2 separate regions of the Rattus norvegicus genome follow, and region 1 is linked to region 2. A link is a contact called in public Hi-C data. All regions are on one chromosome and are shown on one strand. Each heading gives the region's core, a stretch centred on a gene start, on an enhancer-like site or on the middle of the called end of the contact. The rest is flanking DNA. Distances are from core to core; before and after follow the strand shown. Region 1 holds the start of Inpp5a (inositol polyphosphate-5-phosphatase A). Region 2 has its middle 63 kb from the start of Pwwp2b.

The links. Hi-C and Micro-C count contacts between places; a contact is called where the count stands out from the background.
Region 1: a contact with region 2 is called in a Hi-C map of the A7r5 cell line, with 4 times the contacts expected there. The contact joins the promoter of Inpp5a here to the enhancer-like site in region 2. A contact is called at or near these places in 6 of 12 Hi-C or Micro-C datasets (the A7r5 cell line, the Rat2 cell line, Schwann cells and 3 more) and 1 of 1 datasets of contacts at active chromatin or transcription factors (oligodendrocytes).

What each region holds. Positions count from the first base shown.
Region 1 is chr1:203,616,568-203,623,885 of GRCr8, forward strand. Inpp5a (inositol polyphosphate-5-phosphatase A) reads left to right here and starts at 3,416. Exons shown (of 16, transcript NM_001108923.2): 1 at 3,416-3,772. The coding sequence starts at 3,698. LOC134485194 (a long non-coding RNA gene) reads right to left here. Exons shown (of 2, transcript XR_010063187.1): 2 at 2,651-7,318. LOC134485196 (a long non-coding RNA gene) reads left to right here. Exons shown (of 2, transcript XR_010063189.1): 1 at 1-1,006; 2 at 1,295-1,533.
Region 2 is chr1:203,530,063-203,537,063 of GRCr8, forward strand. No RefSeq gene overlaps it. Among named protein-coding and RNA genes, the nearest start is that of Pwwp2b, 63 kb to the left of the region's middle. Within about 2 kb of position 2,084, at least 3 of the 93 cell types and tissues checked have an H3K27ac peak or open chromatin away from gene starts, as enhancers often do. A contact at or near this core is called in the A7r5 cell line, where this site is marked.

The DNA of each region.
Region 1 (7,318 bases), core at 2,166-4,665, 88 kb after region 2:
ATATGTATGTGTCTATGTGTCTCTGTGTGTGTGTCTGCATGTGTGTGTATGTGTGTCTGTGTGTGTGTCTGCATGAGTGTGTGTGTCTATGTGTCTGTATGTGTGTGTGTCTGTATGTGTGTGTCTATGTGTGTCTATGTGTGTCTGCATGTGTGTGTCTGCTGTTTGCGTGTCTATATGTGTGTGTATGTATGTATGAATGTGTGTGTGTGTGCGTGTGTGTATGTGTTTTGTGGAAGAGAATCTGAAGGTCACAGGGAAAGTGAGGTGCTTGGACTTGGAGGTAACATCGCTATTGATGATATAAGGGATGAGTCTGTGATAGGATAGGGTGTTGAAGTGGGACTAGGACTACCCTCTAGGGTACTAGAGGAGTCAAGAATGGATAACAGGTATGAGAGGGGGCTAAGACTATGTGGGTGAGCCACGCTTGGAAGGGTAAAGGAAGAATAGAATCTGATGTTCATGAAGGAAGGAGGTTAGGACAAAACTCACACTGGCCAGGGAGTACTGGTATATAAGGGAGAAAATGGCCTGAGGGGAGGCAAGGAAGCGATGCCACCACTTTCAAAACAGGTTACAGGGAACAGCATGCCCTATATTTGGTTTCTATTAAGGGTATGCTCGCCAGGTATAGTGATGTACTATTATGCAGCCCTTGGGAAATGAAGACAAGAGGATTAGCAATTCAGTACCAGCCCTAGCTGTGGGAGATCTGGTCTCCCTTCCCTCCAACAAAGACAAACAAAGAAAACAAACAAATAAGATAATGTTTGGCCGTGTAGCTTTGTTGAGTCATCCAGTTTGGTGGGCATGGCAAAATGACACAGACTGCGGGAATTTGACTGCAGAACTTTGTTTCTTACAGCTTCAGAGCTTGGACGTTCAAGTTCTGCTCAGGGTGCTCCTGATGTCAGGCCGAGGTCCTCTTGCAGTGTTCAAGTGACCTTTTATGTGCAGCCGGAGGGGCAGAGAACTGGGGATTTCTGATCCCACTTTTTATAAGGTCAGTAATCCCAAAAGATCAGAATGCCCCCCTCCCCCTTTCAGGCCCCTGCAACTTTAAAGACTTCAGGATATGCCTTATTTCTCAATAACTGAATGTGGAGTTAGGGCTTCAGTCTATCGAGTCTGGATGGGGTACGCAATTCACAGCAGACATCTACTACCAAGTGGTGTGGACACTGATCAGCTGATGGATGGATTTTTGTAGAATAAAAGGGTTGTGAGGTAGACTAGGGACAGGGAAAACTAAAGGTAATTACACTGCAGCTTGGGTGTGATGCTATTGCAGAGTGCAGCAGCAGCAGCAGCAGCAGCAGCAGCAGCAGCAGCAGCAGCACATCAGTATCCGTGCAAAGTGTCTGACAAAAGTACTCGGGACGCTGGGATGAAAATGGACGCTAATCTTTGCTTCTTTATAGCAGCATTTCCATGTCACTGGCAGTGCAAATTCGCCTGCTCCCATTATGCATCTGGTATCATGACAAGCCCAAACCCATAAGGACAGAAAATAAACCTTAATTCTGGAAAGTGCCCATACATTCATTCTTTCCCTACTTTAACTCTTGAATAATCTTCTCCTCTTCTAAAGCTTGCCCATAAGACAGAGCATTCAAAATCATGGCCATAGGTTTTCCCTTGAGAAGCCTGCACACATTTGCTTCTAGAGTGTGGACTTCTCTCTGTAGTAGTACTTTCTCTTAATTCTTTACTTGGTCTCATCTCTGAATTCTTTCTTGGATAGTGCCAAGAGTTGGGAAACACTTGGTAGAGAGCATGTGGTTACTGGGCACTGCGCTGTAAGCACCAGATACTCATTTCAAAGCCTTGCTGTGGGAAGCTCATTAACATTGCTAAATGCTAGTTACACACTGGATGATGTTCACATCTATTGCGTTAAGTAAATGCCCTGCTAAAATTAATTCAGGCAGTTACTTGTTTCCTCTGAAAAGGCCATCTAGAGGGCAAGATGGCTCAGTGAGTAAGAGCCCTGGCCACCAAGCTTGATGACCTGAGTTCAAATTCTAGAACCCATAAGGAGAGAACTGATAACTGGATTTTGATCTCTGTAGCATGTGTGCCTGAACCAATGCACACCATACATACAGACTAAAAAATTAAAGAATGAACCCATGAGAAGAACTCCCCTTGCAAACAGGGTTCTGGTATGTCTGTAGTACTGTTTCTTTTACAGTGGATGCCTCCTCAAGGGCTACAGTGCAGCAGGCCCACTGGACAGGGCTTTCTGGAGGCCTAGACTAGCAAGGATGACCCAGCTCACTATAAGTTCCCTATCAGCTCCGTCCCACCTCTAGGACCAACTGTCTCTATCTCAGAGAAACTTCTTGCTTCCTTCTACATGTAGAACTGATTCTACTCTTCTAACTAGCATACCTCCCTCCTCCCTCCCCCGCTCTGGTGGCTAAAATACCCGGACTGACCACATCCCCAACTCAGGGAACTGTCCCTGGGTGTGGCATGGGGGCCACAGCTAGCTGTCCAAACACCTACTCTGAACTTTCTTTTTCGGGGGGGTGGAGGTGGGGGTATGGTCTCAAGCTATAGTCCAGGCTGGCCTCGAACTCAAACTCATAGAAATCCTGCTACAACTTCCAAGTACTGGGATTACAGGAATACACCAATACGCTTGCTTCTTAAAATGATTTTTTTAAAAAAATTTCTGTTTCTGGATGCCAACAGCTTTCTGTCTTGTAAGCAAAGTCCTATATAAGGAACTGGGTGGACGTGTTAGGAAATTGCAAAATCCCATACACTTGATCTGCAGACCCACTCTTTGCAGACCCAGGAGGAGGCTCCTCCTCAATTCTCTGTGACCTCGCTCCCTCCCACGATCCACCTACGTCAGACTCCCCGTACCGGCGAGGGCCTGGACCCGGGCTGAAATGCGTTCCACATCGGGGGCAGGATAGAGGTTCTAGGAGCTCCAGGGCTCCCAACAAGAGAGGCTAAAAGAGGGCGGGCTGCAGTCATCCAAACTCGCGGCTCCTTTAAGAGGCGCCTTGTTAGCAGGGCCGTGACGTCATGGGAGTGGAGGGTGGAATATGCGCGTAACCGCGGCAGGGCGGGGCAAAGCCGGGGAGGACTCAGGGGCCTGACAGACAGGAATGCCCCATATGCCCGCCTCTCCCCCTTCACTGGTGTTGGCTCCTCCCCACCCTAGGCCCAGCTCCTGTGAGCAGGCCCGCCCCTGCACAGACCCCACCCCCCAGCCTAGCTCCTGCCCGAGGATCCGCCCTTCCAGCCGGCCCTGAGACAGGGAGCCTATGACCCAGGTCTGTAGATTGTGTGTAGGCACCGCCCCACAAGGAGACCCCGCCTCCGGCGCGACCGACAGCACCGCCTTCTAGGGTCCCACCTCCTGTGGGGCGGGACTTGTCCCAGCCGGAGTCGGCGGCGGCGGCTGCGGGAACTTTCCCGGCGGGTCTAATGGCTGCGCGCGGGCCGCTGTGAGGCGCGGCGGCGAGCGGGCGCGGGGCCGCGGAGCAACGAAGAGCCAGCGACCGCAAGGCTGGAGTCCCGGCCAGGCCCGGTCCGACCCGCCAAGCCCGCGATGCGCCCCAGTGCTGTCCCTCGGCGCAGCTGACGCCCCGCGGCCCCGCGAGACCCCAGCCCTACCGGCCCCGCAGGAAGCGGCCGCCGCCACCCAGTCCAGAGCCCGCTCCGCCCGGGCACCATGGCGGGGAAGGCGGCCGCCCCCGGCACCGCGGTCCTGCTGGTCACGGCCAACGTGGGCTCGCTCTTCGACGACGTAAGTGCCGCGCCGTCGGTAGGGAGGGGCGGCTACGGGCCAGGAGTCTCCCAGCCCGGGACCCTGTCATCCCCGTTTACAGTTGGAGACCCTAAATTCCGGCCCCTACAGTGCCTTCTATAGCTGCGAACCCCTGGCCAGTTGTCTTTTGGACGTGTAACTCTGATGCCCCCTACCCACAGCTGGAGACTCCGACCAGGGATTTCCCAAGCCCCAGACCCTGACCTCATAGTGGGGGTACCCTAGGCCAGGAAACTTCCAGCTATACACCCGGGACCTTAACACCGCTTTTCTGGTACCCGAGGCCAAACTCAGCTTTTGAACCCCTGTCTTAACCCATACTACTAAGTCCAGATCCTTGAATCCTGATGCTGCTTCCTTGCTTTCCTTCTGAGATAGCAAATCCCTATCCCTTTCCTGCTCCGGAACTTCATAGCCACAAGTTCCTACCTGGAGTTTTGACCCAGAATCCTGATACTTGGTTGTGCTGGCCTCCAAACCTAAGCACACGCTGACCCCGGGTTTCCTGATTCACCCCTGGCTCTCAGTCTCTGACTCTGATCCCCAAAGTCTGTTTCTGATTCCAGAAACCCAGCGTTCAAATTTTGGTTCCTTGTCCTCCCAACCCAGACGTCACTGACCCTGAATGCTGAGTCTCTATCCTGAAACATGAGTTACTACACCTACTCTTGGCCCTAGAGTGGGATCCCTGCCTCTAATTCTGCACCCCACCTCCCATCCCTGAACCTTCTTCCCAATAGACCTCAGTCCCAAACCTTGAACTCCATCATCTGAGTCCTGGTACCTAGGTGTCATCCCTTGGTCCCATCTTGTGAGGGGCCTGAGGAGTAAGACACCCTCATTTTGCCAGGTTACTTGCAATAGCACTAGTACTCAAATGAGGTAGCTGTATTCAAGCCTTGGAGGACTTTATATTCCTGTTTACTAAATGAACCCGGTGATGAAAAGCTCTTCAAGGCCAAAAATGGTGCCAAAGGCCCTTATCTTGTAGAACAGTTCCTCCAGTCCCACCCTGGAACCCTGGGCTTTCTCCTCTGGGAGGCAGAAGGGAGCTGAGGCCTGGGGCACTGGGAGCTCCCTGGAGCAGGCTGGGGCTGACCTAGTTCAGCATTGCAGCCATGATGCCACCCCGCTGTTGGTACTTAAACTGCCAACCCAAATAAAGCAGGATGCGGCTCCAAGTGGCACGCTTGCTTAAGAAGAAAGGGTAATGCCACAGCTGGAACTACGGAACCACATACTCCCCTTTCTCCCTCTCCCTCCCCTTGCCTAGGTGAACAGTTGGGATGATGCCAGGGCTTGGATACAGGCCTGATGTAGATTTCAGGCGAGGGTCCTGTTTCCTTCCTGGCAGGGAGCATGGGAGAAGAGTTTCACTGAACTGAGTTCACAGACAGTGTAAGCTTGGCTTTTATTAGTAAAGGCAGGCGTTATTACTATATTTTGTTATTTTCACTTACAGACACATCCGTGTTCTAGTTCCCTGCTAGAGAGGCACTGTCTGCCCTCTCAAGTTTTGGACAACTTGATGTAGTTTCACGTGTGATCGTTTTCCACAAGGGCCTGTATGGGTGTGTGCCTGTATATTTAGCATTCTATTCTAGGCCTTCCAGTAACTTGTCACTGTAGCGTGGTTTTGTTCAGATGATTCAGATCCGTTAGCTGTGGCTTCAAAGCCTCAGAAATGTCAGGAAAATTAGGCATGGTGGGGCACTTTCATCTCCAAGGGAAAATAATTTTGCTGTGAGAAACATTCTTTCTAGTAATTTTTGATTCTGAGTTCTAGAGTTTCTGTTGCGTTTCAATCGTATATATACGTAACACACTTCTCTCCGCCGATATTAAAGAGGGTGAATTAATTATGTATGGAGCCCTTACGTAGCCCTCACTGGCGTTGGAACTTACTGTGTAGACTAGGCAGGCAGATCCACCTGCGTCACCTGCGTCTGCTGGGATTAAAGATGGTAGACCACCATGCCTTCCTTAACTCACTTTTCAGCAACATAGTGTCTGACTTTTTACTTGTTTTCTTAAGGCTCTCTGAAGTTTTGCACTACATTTATATCTAAAAGGAATATCTGTCTTGACGAATTGTTCCTAAGTTAATTCCAAACCAGTCCCCAGGGACAGGCATACCCTTAATGGAATGACCAAGAAGGGCACACTCACATTCTGTGGCCTGCTTCCTTGGTCAGGGATTGGGCGTTGTGGGAAAGAAGCTGGGGAGAGAAAGTAGCAAATTCTCAAGTGAGGTAGATTTTAATTCCTCAGCTATACTGGACTCAGAAAGTGCGATTGACTGTGCCCCTGATGACAGACATACCTCTCCAGTGGTGTAAAGGAGCTCTTGCTGTGGGAAACATGCGCTCCCCTGCCCAGTGCCTTAGCTGTTGTTTGAGGGAATCAGCTCCCAGGAGGAAAGTGTCCGATTTGAAACAGTCATGCTGGCTCTGGAGGGCATTTTTTCCTTTTATGCACAAGCAGTAGGTGGTTCGTTTCTGCATTTATAGTTTCAGAAGTCTCCCCTCCTATGTTTCCATCCTCTTCCTAAACCACAGGGGACCCCTCTTAAAACATGTACCTCTTTCTTTTTAAATTGGGGGTTGAACCCTGGCCTTCCCTGCTTAGCTATAGGCCCTAGCCCATGTATGTAAATTTTAATCATAGCTTTGTCGTCAGTACCCTGGGATCTCCAGAACATCTTGTTCAGCCTGCTCTTGTCTTCACCAGCCGTCCTGGCTGGCATCCTTGCCTGGCAGGGCGGCCCACTGCAGTTGCTGAACTGTGCTGCCGAGGGCCTTCATGGTGCTTGGAGCCCTTTGACCTTTTAGTCCTAATGCTTCACTGTAGGCGAAATGTTTCGTGTTCTTAAAAACCGCTCAGGGTTTACGCACGTGTGTGTGTGTGTGTGTGTGTGTGTGTGTGTGTGTGTGTGTGTGTGCGTGCGCGCGTGTAAGTACTCATTGTGTTAAATGTCAGAACTGAAAATGTTAAGCACAGAACATTACAGGACACTCTGCTTACTGGCAGAGGGATTGGTTGCTTTATACCCAGGACCAGGGCAAGGAAGCTCCAAGGTCCCTTTGGTAAGAGTGAGACAGTTAAAGTCATGGCACAGTGTTAGAAAAAACCACCTTGGCTCAGTCAGTCTTTGGGAGAAGAGCCTTCAGCCCGTTTTCTGAGGACTTCTGTCCCAGCTGGTGACCCTTCAGAAGTGTTTTGTCAGGTATCCAGAAGCATCTGCTACTTTCTCATTTTCTAGTAGTGACTGCCACATTGCCTCTGGCTGATTCCTAGTTTGACTGGATGTCACTGGGAGAGAGGGAATGAGTGAACCAGGCTATGATCGTTCTGCTGATCTGGCTGGTGCTTTAACCACTGTGTTTGTAGCTCTAGACTGCACTCGTGGACTAGTAGTGAACGGAGAAGGTAAATGCTTCAGATCGCCCTCCCTTACATGGTCAGGCTGTGCTGGCCTGGTCCTGCTATGTATTCAGAGTAAGATGTCATTCGGAGCTTGTTTCC
Region 2 (7,001 bases), core at 834-3,333:
AGACCAAGCTAGTCTCAAATTCAGAGATCCATCTGCCTCTACCTTTTAAGTGTTAGGACTAAAGGCATGTGCTACCATGCCCAGTACAAAACCTTTGTTTTCCTTTAAAAAGAGTTGCCATGGGGCTGGAGAGATGGTTCAGTGGTTAAGAGCACTGGTTGCTCTCCCAGAGGTCCTGAGTTCAAATCCCATTGCTTTATAGAACTCTGAAGACAATTTAAAAAAAAGAGTTGCCATGATTCATTTTATTTTATGTGAGTACACTGTAGCTGTCTTCAGACACACCAGAAGAGAGCATCGGATCCCAATACAGATGGTTGTGAACCACCACTTGGTTGCTGGGAATTGAACTCAGGACCTCTGGAAGAGCAAATTATGGTCTTTCTTCACAGCAGTAGAAACTCTAACTAAGACAAGGACCTAACTTGAATGTGGACAGCACCATTTCGTGGACAGGGTCCTGGAATGTACACAAAGGTGCTAGGTAGCTGGGTTCTAGCACGCACACATGCACGCACGCACCTATTGCTGTCTTCTGACTGCTGATGTAAGGTGACCAGCTCTCTCAAGTATTTGCTGCTGTGACATTCACAGAATTGATGAACTGTAACCTAGAATTGGGAACCAAATAAACCCTTGCTCCCACAAGTTGCTTTTGTCAGGCTATCTTATCAGCACAACGGATTGGAAACTGTTAGCCTCTAAGTGCAAAGGCCCCTCTCGTGACCAGGGAGCAGATCTGTAAGGTCAAACCTCACCTTTCACTCCCTAGCACAGAACCACTGTCAGGCATACTCCCGGCAGCCAGATAACAAAAGCATTTCATGAGGACATGAACCAGATAGCCTCAGGGACCCCCCAGTGTCTGGGCAATGCTAGGTTCCTCTTAGCCAAGGGGCTTAGCCAAGCACACCAGGCTGCTGTGTCTGATTGTTAGGGTAGGTCATGGTTAGAAGAGAGCATTGCTTAGGTCTCAGCAAGGTAGCATGGCAGAACAGGCAGACACAGGCTGGAGAGGTAGCTCGGAGTTCTATAATTGGGTTTGCAGGCAGCAGGAAAAGAGAGTGGGTCTGGCTTGAACATTAGAAATCACAAAGCCCCTAGGAAGCACAAGGCCCTGGGTTCGGTCCCCAGCTCCGGAAAAAAAAAAAAAAAAAAAAAAAAAGAAATCACAAAGCCCAACCAATTTCCTCCAACAAGGCCAGACTACTCCAACAAGGTTACGCCTCCCAATAGCATCCGCTCCCTATGGGCCTATGGGGGCCATTCTCATTCATACCACCATAGACTTCCCTCTTCAATTGACTCAGTTTAAAAAAGAAAATCTCTCACAGGCATGCCCATACCCACAGGTTAATTCTTACTAAAACTCTCTTCCCAGTTGCTTCTACATTGTATCAAATTAACAATTAACACTAACCATTACACAGGAGAGAGCTGGATGTGATACCTGGTAGCAAGCAAGATACTGCCCATCTCAGGCTGAAGGCCTCACCTGTAATCTTGCTCGTGCTGCAGGCATCCCCTGCTGGGCCCCAGCTCCAGTTTCTCCCCCAGGCTCAGCCACTTGTTGCTGGACAGGGATGGAGAGGAGGAGGCAGTGCTCTGTAGTCCTTGCAGACAAGGTTTCAGTGGTGGCCTTTTAACATGGCCTTGTTTGTCACTTCCCCCTTTATCTGTTCTGGGCCTCCACAGAGGACAACCTGAGGAATGTCTAGCTATTCGTAGAGTCTGAGCAAGGACACTGCCCACCTCGGGAAGGAGGGACCATCCAAACCCAGAAGAGCCCAATGAGACCTGTCATAGGCGACAGAAGTCTGCAAGAATGAGCTGTACAGGCAGCATGAATTAGCTCCAAATACAGTCTCTAGCTTCAGCTGCAGGGAATGATGGGAACTCACATAAGGACTTGCCTAGGCGAAGCCTCAGGAAGCAGAGACTCCTTGACCCTATGTAGCCTGAGCATCCATCCAGCATATGCTAGTGCCTGGGTCACTCTGTGATTTAGCTAATCCAGAGGACCCACTGATTGGCAGCTCAGAACATCATTGCTGGTGAGCAAATGGGGAATGTAGCTCCTACTGTGTACACGTCCCTGACTGCCAGTGGGCTGTGGGCACAGGCTGGTGATAAGTGGGGTGAGATCAGAATCACGTGGTTGACTCACCATGGATGCCAAGATTCTTCTCAGGGGAAATGCCAAGGAGCTCCTGACCCCAGGCTGGCAATGTGCAGCCTGCTTAGTGCTCCTGTCTGCTGTCTATCTGTCTATCATCTATCTGTCTGTCTGTCTGTCTGTCTATCTATCTATCTATCTATCTATTCTAGATATCTATCACATATCTATTCCTTTTGGAGTTTTGATTTGATTTTTTTAATTATTTTTTTTAATATTTATTTTATGTGAGTACACTGTCACTGTCTTCAGACACACCAGAAGAGCGTATTGGGCCCCATTACAGATAGTTGTGAGCCACCATGTAGTTGCTGGGATTTGAACTCAGGACCTCTGGAAGAGCAATTAGTGCTCTTAACCACTGAGCCATCTCTCTATCCCCCTTTTTTTATTTTTTTTGAGACAGGATCTCCTTACATAGCTTTGTCTGCCAAGAAATTCACTATGTAGACGAGGCTGGCCTTGAACTCATAGAGATCCACTCACCTCTGTTTTCCAAGTGCTAGAATTAAAAGTGTGAGCCACCACACCCAGTCCCCCCACTCCTCTTTAAAGACAGGTCTCAATACATTGTTCCAGCTTGCCCTTCTGTAACCCACCTTAGATACATGAGCCCAGAGCCAGCAGATGGGGCGATGGTGGTGTTGGAGTGCCCAGAGGAGTAGCTTGAGATGGCAGGTCTAAATGACATCATTAGACCAAGACAGCCACTCCAGTGGGTCACAGAGAATGCCCACAGCTCACGGAGTTAGCAGCCTCAATCCTAGTTTAGCCCAGCCTAGCCCTGCTGAGGCAGTGTTCTAAAGACTTGCCCTTTCAGGCTGCTGCCATGTTTATCTCTGCCAGCAGAGGGCACCCCACACTTGTGTGAGCAGCTCCAGAATACCTGATACTCTAAGGAAACTGCCCTGAACCAGCAGCAGCACAGGCTGCAGCTCCAAAAAGCCCCCTCTGGCAGCAAGCCAGCAGAAACTCATGACTGGTACTCTGAAGTTTACAGTCAAATGTATGCATGACCTGGGGTAACCTCAGAAACTTTCTCCCAGACATTTCTCACCCGAGGGCAGGTGCTTCTGTAGTCACATAACTGTGAATGAGCTAAGTGTTGGGTTCCGACACTCTTTGAGGCAGTCCTGGAACTGACAGGCTGTGTGTGCTCTTTATACCGGCTTGGTTTGGCTCAGAGTGGTGCAGCCGCAAAGCTATGTTCCATTGTCCTTGGCCCCCTTGCTGTTGCCCATGTGACCACAAAGAGACCATCTGATCTCGGAAATACATAGTGACCGATGACCCCAGGCTGGCAATGTGCAGCAATGTGCTCCTGTCTGCTGTCTGCTGTCTGCCTGTCTGTCTATTATCTATCTATCTATCTATCTATCTATCTATCTATCTATCTATCTATCTATCTCTATCTATTCTAGATATCTATCACCTATCTATTCCTTTTGGAGCTTTGTTGTTTTGATTTGATTTTTTTAATTGTTTTTTTTAATATTTATTTTATGTGAGTACACTGTCACTGTCTTCAGACACACCAGAAGAGGGCATTGGACCCCATTACAGATGGTTGTGAGCCACCATGTGGTTGCTGGGATTTGAACTCAGGACCTCTGGAAGAGCAATTAGTGCTCTTAACCGCTGAGCTATCTCTCTATCCCCCTTTTTTTATTTTTTGAGACAGGATCTCCTTTACATAGTTTTGTCTGTCAAGAAATTCACTATGTAGACGAGGCTGGCCTTGAACTCATAGAGATCCACTCACCTCTGTTTTCCAAGTGCGAGCCACCGCACCCAGTCCCCCCCACTCCTCTTTAAAGACAAGGTTTCAATATATTGTACCAGCTGGCCTTAGAGATCTGCCTGTTTCTACCTCCAGAGTGCTGGGACTAAAGATGGACCTGGGCCCTAAATATTTTGAAAACACACACACACACACACACACACACACACACACACACACACACACACTTGCAAGTCAGAGAATAACTTGTGGGAGTCTGTTTTCTCCTCCCATCATGTGGGTCCCAGCGATCTAACTCAGGTTACCAGGTTTGGCAGCAAGTGCCCCCTGAGGCGTCTCACCAACCCTTGCCCCTCCTCTTGCATAGTGTCTTCAGAAGTGAAATCAATGGCTGGGCAGTGGTGGCACATACCCTTCATCCCAGCGTTCAGGAAGCCGAGGTAAAGGCAGAGGCAGGCAGATTTGTTGAGTTCGAATTCCAGGACAGCCATGGCTATACACAAAGAAATCATGTCCCAAACAAAACAAAACAAAACAAAACAAAACAAAACAAAACAAAGTGAGAGTGAATGTCCATAGGGTCCTCCCAGGTGGCATGAGAGCTCACTTGAAGTGAGAGCTACATATTTGGGACAGTGGCTATGTCTACCTTCAGAGGAGAGACGCAAGGCTAACTTTTGATGCCTTTTCCCTTGGCTGGCTGGACTGTGGATCTAAATGGACTCTACCTTCCCTGGGGCCAGTAAGGGGCCCCTGAGCTGTACTTGGCCACAGCTGTAGCTCTCTTATGTCTCCCATTTTGAACCTAGGAGGTGCACCTAAGAGTGCTAAGAGAAATAATGGCTCCTAGAGCACTGGCCCTCTATACTTGAGAGGTTCTGCTGGCCTTAAACATACAGGGTTCCATGTGTCTCTCCTTGATCCACAGATAGGAAGTACAATTGTTTCACTGAAAGGCCAATGACACTAGGGTCTGGGTCCATACCCCAGGCCAGTTCAGCACTCAGCTTCTCCTCTTTATCCCACTGACTTTTCTTCTCCCTGTCCCACTGGCTTCTCCATTTTTGGTCCCCATTTCTGATTAGCTCTCTTGTCTCCCTTCTTACTTTCTAGTGGCAGCCATGCCTTCTCCCCTCTCCAGGCTCCCCAGCTACCTCAGTTTCTAGCAATTGTTTTGCTGCTTGTGAGAGAGCTGAATGATACCAGGTGGATGGATGGATGAGTAGGAAGATGGATGGATGGATGGGTGGGTAGATGGATGGATAGACAGAATGGGTGATGGATGGATGGGTACATGGGCGGATGTATATATGGAATGTACGTATGAGTGAACAGATATGAACAGATGGTTGGGTAGATAGATGGGTGGATGGGTGGATGCATGAGATGACTAGGTGGATGGGTGGGTGGATGGATGGAGCACCTCACACCAAACTGGCTTCTGGACTCTTGTGGCAATGCATGTGGATAGAATGGATCTTTTAGCCCGAGGACCTCAAAAACTCTGAATCACTTTCCTTTTTTTGCTGTAGAAAGTCTTGCATGACCCTGCCTCTTGACCCCTGCCCAGGTACAGCTGTCTCACACAGTTCACTCTGCTGCCCTGCACTCCCCTGCATGGTCCTTGAGTGTATACATCCCATGCCTTCTTTAGGATAGGTGAAATCAGGTTACTTAGCTTTTTCTAGAGGGATGGGGAGGCAGCCTCCAAAACCAGGACAGGTGGCTGCGCTTCTCCGGGGAGAGCTGAGAATTAGGTTCATTAGGTTGTTTCTAAATTAGTCAGAGCATGATTGAGCTCCACGGGCCTCAGGAGCCACGTTCCAGTGTGGAGACCTGGTAGGAGACCCACAGATTCTCAGAAGGCTGTGCTGTGGGTATGAGCTCTCCAAATAAGGAAGTAATAGTGGGAAGGCTGTGGGACAAAACAGAACCAACGGAGCAGGAATAGGATTCAGCCAGAGAAGAACCTATGAAGGAGAAAAGAAGACTCAGGAGAAGAGGAAAGAGGAAGAGTATGACACCTGTGCATGTGGGGAAGCCAGGTGCATACGGGAAAACGGACACCTGTGTAGTCAGGGGAATAGGCACCTGTACAGGTGGGGTGATGGGCACCTGTGCAGATGTATGTAGGCAGTGAACATGGGCACTTGTGAGGACAGGAGGGTGTTGTAGAATGTTATCCTCCCAGCAAAACAGCCACTACCATTCATCAGGTGTTTCCTTGCTTACAAGAGACTGTCACAACCCCACTAGTTGATTGCTGATATTTCCTCATGAAAGGAGGGTGTGGGGAGGGTAAGTGGACCCTTACCTGAGACTCCGTGCTCCTTCTAGCCTAATAGCTGGGAGGCAGTAGAGCGTACAGGCTGGAGAAAGCTATCTGAAAGGGCCTTTATCTATGTGGCTATGGGGAAGTCATCATTTATGCTGGGGACTGATTTTCTGATGCATCTCTTTAGGGTTATCCACACTCTGGCCAGTAAGCCCTCATCCCTACTTTTAAGTAATCCCAATAAACTGTTTGGCTCCCCAGGGTGAACTTTGGTTTGTCATTGGGACCTTATGAGGAGAAGGTTGATGTTGTTACATCTCTCCAGGGAAGGAATTGTCAAAACAAAGGAGTAGCTCTCGCTAAATACCTCCTAGTGCCTGGGAGCAGGCTAGGACTCCAGGATACAATAGCATAAAATGACATAAGCAGTCAGTGAGGTTCCTCCCACCAATGGTGAACATTCCAAGTGGCCAGTGGCACTTGAGGAGTCACTGACTGGCAGGGACTTAAGGGCATGGGAAACAGCCTGGTGCCTTCTTGAGAATAGGCATTGGCACCCTTGGGTAGATACTAAAATTCATGGGCAAAGTCTGGACCATTTCTTGACCTAGTACCAGGGTAAGCTGAGCAGGAAGTATCATGAGTCAGTACTGTTCAAGGCTCCTACTGGGGACCATGGCTCAGGAAGCTCCCTAATGGAAGGCTGCTATGTGTGACAACCTAGGATTCCTCTTTTTGTGTTAGACCTATCTGGGGAAGCATGTTAGGCATACACTATTCCACAGGGGAAGGGAAGCTGCTCCCTTCTC